Regions from separate parts of the Lactuca sativa genome. Here region 1 is linked to region 2. A link is a contact called in public Hi-C data. All regions are on one chromosome and are shown on one strand. The core of a region is the stretch at or near the end of the contact, and the rest is flanking DNA. Distances in the headings are between cores, read along the strand shown. Region 1 holds the start of LOC111896224 (E3 ubiquitin-protein ligase RGLG2). Region 2 holds the start of LOC111889973 (3-beta-hydroxylase).

Region 1 (3,601 bases), core at 461-2,960, 180 kb before region 2:
TTTTTTTTTTTTTTCACAGTTTAAACAAACCATATTTTGATATTTCCCAATTACCCAATTTTATTTTAATATCATGGCTAATAATAAATTTACCTGCCCATCGGCTATTATTAATAAGACATGATATTGACCACCACTTTGCTCAACAATAGTGATAGCCATTTCAATAATAGGTGCAAATGAGGTAGGTCCTGTTTAGAGGGATAAAAACAAGATAAATTAACCTTTACAAATATAATAATAATAATAAAATAATTACAACTTATAGAAAACAGAATCACCATTCACCACCTGCAAGTCGTAGTTGAGGTACTAATTCTCTGTATCTTCTTAAAACCTCTTCAAATCCATCACAAAATTTATCATCCGGAAGGAAACTGAAGACTTCTTGATCATGCGTTGAAGCTGGAAAATTATATACATTACAATCAGTGACAGTGATAGAGTAACAGTGACAGTGTCACAGTACATACCATCTCCAAATCCAAAACAAGGAATTAAATTATCCTCATCGAAGGAAGCTAATGTCCTTCCAATTATCGAAATTGCTTCTTCATAAGGATTCATTTCGTTTCCAATGTGATGCAAGCATCTTCTATGAAACGATCTTGCACCTAAAATTGAAAAAAGTTTGAAATGTCAAAAGCTTTTATTGAAAATTGAGAAACCCTAATGTTTTAATCGAACCTGTCCATTCGTTGCTTTTGGTGAAATCTACACCGACAATCAAATTTGATGATTCCAAACCCGCACGCGCCAGGGCATCTGTAACCTGCTCTAAGTTGTTGTAGTTATCATCGATTCTTGAATATTTTCTCTCGAGTTTCTTCTTAACTGCGGGAGCTTGATTAGGATAGCTTTGATATGGAGAAGGTGAAGCATACGGTTGGCTCACTGGAGGTTGAGGATACGATGGTTGCGGATAGGCCCATGAATTTGAGGTCGAGCCATATGATGCATAACGACCTGAAACAGATCTCTTTGAACTTTTGCCACCCATGAACTCAATCCAGTCTTCACGGGTTTTGATTTCTGAAGAATCAATACATACATGCACGAAACAATAAATTAATGTGGGTGAAATATAGTTTACTCTATCAAATCTTGATATCCACTATCAATTCGAGAACGTAGAGTGTAAAGAATGCTACATTTTGACTATTGATGTTAAACTAGCAAGTAGCAACCCAATTCAATGTCAAATTTCATTTTTAAAGAAAAATCAATTCATTGGATTGAAAATTAACATTAAGATCTACAAGAACTGAAGATGGTGTTTAATTTAATTAATAAGAAAATCATAGCAATTTTGATTTTGAAGACCTATAGGTTGACATTAAAAGGTCATACAGGTCGCTATTTCCTGATTGCTGAGAAAGAAAGCATACTTCAAAAATCAAAATTGACATGATTTGCATCGATAAAATTGAACTTTCGAACAAACCCAAATCAGAAAAGTCGAACATAAGAAGATTTACCTAAGAAATTGTGGATAGCCTCTTCAAGAATCGGTGAGGGACTGAATGAAGAAAAGATTCGAGCGAAAGTGAAAGTGAAAGTGAAAGGGAGATAACAAGGGTTTGTTTGTAGGTGGAAAAGGATTGACAAAATAAACAAAATACGAATGGATTGAGTGCGAATAAGCTAAGTGGTAGTTAATTCGGGGAAGGTTCCTTCTGGTTGTGTAGGTGAGCTATATATGTATATCCTTTTGGTTCGACGGTGCTTATCGGTTATGACGACTATTATCACTGTGTCAACCCGTGAGTCACGGGTCTCGACGCTGATCGACCGTATATTCGGACGAGGGCATTCTTTTCTGTTTGTTAGCGGGCGTTTGGATGGTTGTATAATTATAACTTAACAAGAATCAATTTTAAATATTGATTTCAATTAGCTTGAATGGACGATTTTAAACAAGGTTCTAAATAAATAATTTGATGCGCTTGGCAGCATGATAAAAGTTAAGTCATGACAAATCTTGACGAGCCATCACGTTTTTCAAGACGCGACAATTTTATATAATTTTTTTTTTAAAACAAATCATATAAATATTGAATTTTATCAAATATATCAAGTTTTTAGAATTATTATATTAATATTTAGTATAAAAAAATTAACAAAAATTCAATTATTTTAGGGTGGATCAGAAGAAAAAAAAACTCGCTGCATAACGCGATTAGACGCGCTTTGACAAATTATTATATTAATATTTAGTATAAAAAAAAAGACAACAACATATCTTTCTAATACTTTATGATGAATTGTAAAATTATTCTTGTTTTGAAAAATTACGATGATAAATCTTATTATAAATTTTGAAGTTATAAAATTACTATATACAAGATTAATTGTATTTTATTGAGAACCTCCACAATCCATACTACAAAACTAAAAATATCAAACAAGAGTGATATCATAAAGCATTGATTATTGATGCATGTTTTCATTTGTTTTGAAACTTTACATAATACAACTTTTAAATAAAGATGTCTTATAATAAACCATTCGTTTCTCAAACTCACAAAACCCTTGTTAGATCAACATATTTATGTTTCCCTCATATATTCTCATCCAAAACTTGCATACATTGTGGTTTAAGTGTTGATCTTCTTTCGAAAACATTAGTCAAAAAATTTACATGTGTTTTTTTATTAGCATAAACATTAATGCATTTAAATATGTTAAAAAGAAACATCCTTAACCATATCATATCGATACTTAAAACACGTGAGCTCTCTACATTGTACAACATGCTTCCAGAAAGAATCCAATTATACATTGCGATAAATTTGGAATATCTCATCTACCATAAATAATGGCATCATGAGACTATACTTAAAAATAATATGAACTCTATTGTTGACATATCTTGGTGTAGACTATCTATATAAGTATAAGAAAAAGAAAATTATAACATATGTTGCTTTAGATACCTAAAAGTTATCTTTGAAACTAGGTCACACTTTTTTTTCTCTTTTTTAATAGTCAGCTTTTACGATCACCAAAGTGGTTGCCATATGGCATGGTAACCAAGAATGGAAGCCAAAAAACCTCCTTAAGTTTTGAGTTTTTGCACCAAAAGAAAAAAAATGATTTTGGATAAACATGTTTAAAAGTAGCAAACATAGGCTTTTGTAGCATTGTTATAATGGGCAACATATATGAAAGAAGGTTGTTATTATATTTATTTAGAAGTAAACAGAAAATTAATGAGACGTATTTTAAAGAATAATATTGCAATGGTATAAAACTATAAATTGCCGAAAAGTCTACAATTAGAAAAACACAAAACTTTGCTGTAAACCAAGGTAACCCGTTTTATGGTGTAAGGTTTCAAATTACTTTTATTATCACATAAAGCTAATATTAAGAATGTTATTATTATTTATTTAAAAAAATACTTTATCTAAAGGAGTTTTTCCTTAGGGAAATTTAAGGATACATGCTTCTTTACCTATTTATTTTTTGTGATCACGTTTTCTTCGTTTTTCACATCTTTCTAAATCAAAATTCAAAACATGCAATAAGTACAATACAAAACATAGGCCAATATATGCTTTACAAATATGATTTCAGAACAATAATAAAAACCGAACCA
Region 2 (3,672 bases), core at 900-3,399:
TTTTTTGGGGAATATTCTTACCAAAGTTAAAGCACACATAAACATTCATATACATATACATATTTTGACAACTAAAAACAATAGACACAAGCTATAAAATTTAGGGATTATCAAACAAATGTTTTCCAAGGTATCCTACTACCCTAGATCAATGTAGCATCAAACTTTGAATAAAATCTAAAAACGAGTATTTGGTATAACAAGCAAAGGGTACTTCCTATGGACTGTAAGCCCACTAGACTCACTCATGTCCAATTCTTCCACTTTCCCTTCATTTGGCACTTTGAAGTCAAACTTGTACACTAAATTTGCTAAAGCAAGCTTGTTAATAGCCATAGCAAAATGAATACCAGGGCACTTTCTTCTCCCCCCACCAAAGGGAAGAAGTTCAAAGTCAAGACCTTTGTAGTCAATGCTACTATTCAAGAATCTTTCTGGCATAAACTCTTCTGGTTCTTCCCATATATTAGGATCTCTTGATATCGCCCATGCATTAATCATCACCCGAGTTCCAACTGCAATGTCGTAGTCCATAAGTTTGACATCTTGTGTTGATTCTCGAGGAACAAGTAGTGGAAGTGGAGTATGCAACCGCATGCTCTCTTTTAGTACAGCTTCTAAGTATGGGTGTTGTGTGTTCTCTAGATCTTCCTCTGTGATTCTAGGTTTTTGTTGGGCTATTTCTCTTAGTTCTTGTAAGAGTCTTTTCATTGCTCTTGGATGTCTTATTAGCTCAGAGATTGCCCACTCAAGAGTTGTGAATGTAGTATCCGTCCCAGCAACAAACATTTCCTTCATCAAACATAGAAAGTTTAAACTAACTACTTCTCCAAGATTTATATAGGGATAATCACAAAACTGACCACATGATTGGGAGAAAATATAGGAAAATGACACAATTTTGTTTAGTTAGCCATATGGCCATCATGCCCGAAAATGTATATTTCAGGATAAATCTGCTTTGTCTCAAAATAACTTGATGTCATACCAAAAAAAAAAAAAAGTAAATTTCAGATTTTGGGCTAAACAAAGTAAAAAAAGAAACTTTTCCAAAATTTAAAAAACATATCCCAAATCCAAAATTTCAAAAAAATGTATCATTTTTGTACTGAACACACTATACCATTAAAAAACGGAAACACCCAATTTCGGAATTTTGGTTATTTAGTAAAAGGATAGAAGTTGCGTCTTCTAGACTAATATTAAAAGTTTAGGACATTTGCTTACCAAGATTAAAGCTTTAATGGTATCTCTATGAACAAGAAAGTCGGTGGTTTGTTCTCTTTGAATTTCTAGTAAGATGTCAACCACATCTTGCCTTCCACCACCACTAACCATTCTTATATTTCTATCCGAGTGGTCTTCGATTACACCCTCCAGAAACACATCAAATTCTTTCGCAAGTTTATCCGCTCTTGCTTCCAAACCAATTAAACGATCCACAACCGAAAGATATGGAATATAGCTTCCAACGCTAAACACACCCAACATCTCCATTAACCTCGTTGTCAAGTCAGTAAACTTCTTGTCATATTTCCGTCCCAAAGCTATCCGACAGATGATATCACTCGTAAGCGAGACAATAATCTTGCTTAAGTCGATCACACAATCACTGTTGTTTTCAATCATATTGATCATAAGAGCTATCTCGTCTTCTCTGACATGTTGGAACAAGTCAACTCTTTTTGCACTTAGGAGGTGGAGGACATGAAGACTTTTTGCCTGCCTCCAATATTCTCCATAACCTGCAAATCCTACGTTTTTAGCATTGTAAGTCAATCTATTGAGAATACCCATATCGGGTCTGTTTGAGAATATTAGATCATGGGTTTTCATGATTTCTTGAGCTGCTTCAGCGGAGGAAGCTAGAACTACAGGCACGCTGCCTAAATGAATCAAGACTAGCGGACCATGTTTCTGGGCTAATGTCCTCAGAGAACGGTGAGGGGCTGAGCCTAGTTGGTGTAGGTTTCCGATGATTGGAAACCTTCGTACAGATGGTGGTAAGTTTTTGGTAGCATTCGAATGCGATGAAATCCATTTGATATGGATAAAAATCATCAAAAGGAAAAATGGTGTTAAGAAGAGGATCAAAGTCTCTACAGAGGGAAACATGGCTGCAAATCTGCAATCTACTTTGCTAAACAACTTTGAATAATGACTCAATATGCTTATAAATTCAAAGTCAACGTTTAGACTTTGTACAAAGTGGACCTGAAATACGTCAATATCAAGCGGTATTGAGATAAACATGGATATATAACAAATATATCAATTAAAAAAACTAACATGTATATACAATTTAAAATAATACAAAAGCTTAGGATTAATATTTTTAGTGTATAGAAAAATTGAACCATATTCAGTACTATTTTTCTTTTCCAAATTTGAAGTTAGACGTTTGTGATTGTGAAATACTAGTAGTAGTCTAGTATATAACAAATAAATGGAATGAACATAATAGTATATACCAAGTAATGTAATAGATTATTACACTTCATAGTCAAGTTTTACTTATTCAAACATATTTATCATACAATAAAACTCAAGTGTGCTTATTTACATTGTTCGGTTTTGAACCAAGCTAAACTATCTTATGTTTGACTGGTTGGTTTCAAGTTCGGCTCCAATTCTTACTGTGCATCGGCTAAATAGTTTGTCCAGTAGTGACCGGCTTCTTCTCAATTGATCAACTTTTCATTCCCTCACATATTCCATCTGCTTCCCACCGCTTTCTACCGCCTTTACATCGATTTCACCCTCATATTCATCTATACCTTCTTCATTTTTTCCATATTTTCTCCGATTTTGGTCAAACCTCGCTTCTTGATTTTTCATCTTCTCCGATTTAGTCTTTGGTGACACCGCCTCCGCCACAACCTTTGTGGAAGGAGCAAGAAAACGCAGTCGGGACTGCGACAAGCGAAGCGGTCCAACATAGACGGTCGAAGAGTGCATCAACAGTGTTTGTAGCTGGTTGCTGTCGGACTTCAACCAGTTCACCTACATCGCCCCACCATTGTCGTCATCAACATTCACCATGACACATACCAGTGCACCAATGCGACCTCTACTCCTGCGCAACAACGCACCAACGACACAAGTAATTTTTGGTTTTGCAAATTAGAGCCTTTCTTCTTTTTTCCGATCGATTTGTTTCTCTAAATCATTGCAATTTCATCTTCAAATCAGTGCAGGTTGATGTGATGTCTAATTGTCATACATATTAGTGTAATTTGTTTTTACGTATTGATTTGTAGCAGATGGTGTGTTCTTCGCTAAGCTAAGCGAGGGCCTTACTAGGGAACTCACGGAAGACGATTACTTCGACAAGATCCTACCATTGGAATAGGGCTTGTGGGTGCCCCAACTTGCGGAGATGTTATGAAGCTTTAGATTAAGGTTGATGAAGATACTGGGATGAGAAGTTTGACAACACTTTACTCTCTAATGGATTTTGAATAAATGAATGTGATAAATGTGATTATGTTAAACAATACAAGAATGTGTGTGTCATCATATGCTTGTATATGGATGATATGCTTATAATGGGTACTAATTTGGATGTGATCAATCAAACCAAGAAAATGCTACACTCCTCCTTTTCCATGAAGGACTTGGGAGTAGTAGATGTGATCATTGGTGTAAGAGTTCAAAGAAGACCAGATGGTT

Evidence for each region. A called contact is a pair of places that touch in the nucleus more often than the background predicts.
Region 1: a contact with region 2 is called in a Hi-C map of leaf, with 4 times the contacts expected there. The contact joins the promoter of LOC111896224 here to the promoter of LOC111889973 in region 2. A contact is called at or near these places in 2 of 4 Hi-C or Micro-C datasets (both in leaf).

The regions. Positions count from the first base shown.
Region 1 is chr5:31,528,082-31,531,682 of Lsat_Salinas_v11, reverse strand. LOC111896224 (E3 ubiquitin-protein ligase RGLG2) reads right to left here and starts at 1,710. Exons shown (of 11, transcript XM_023892236.3): 1 at 1,479-1,710; 2 at 688-1,032; 3 at 474-614; 4 at 292-405; 5 at 94-191. The coding sequence starts at 1,000.
Region 2 is chr5:31,347,631-31,351,302 of Lsat_Salinas_v11, reverse strand. It overlaps LOC111889973 (3-beta-hydroxylase), which reads right to left and starts at 2,149. Exons shown (of 2, transcript XM_023886126.2): 1 at 1,228-2,149; 2 at 1-792. The coding sequence starts at 2,115. The coding sequence ends at 178.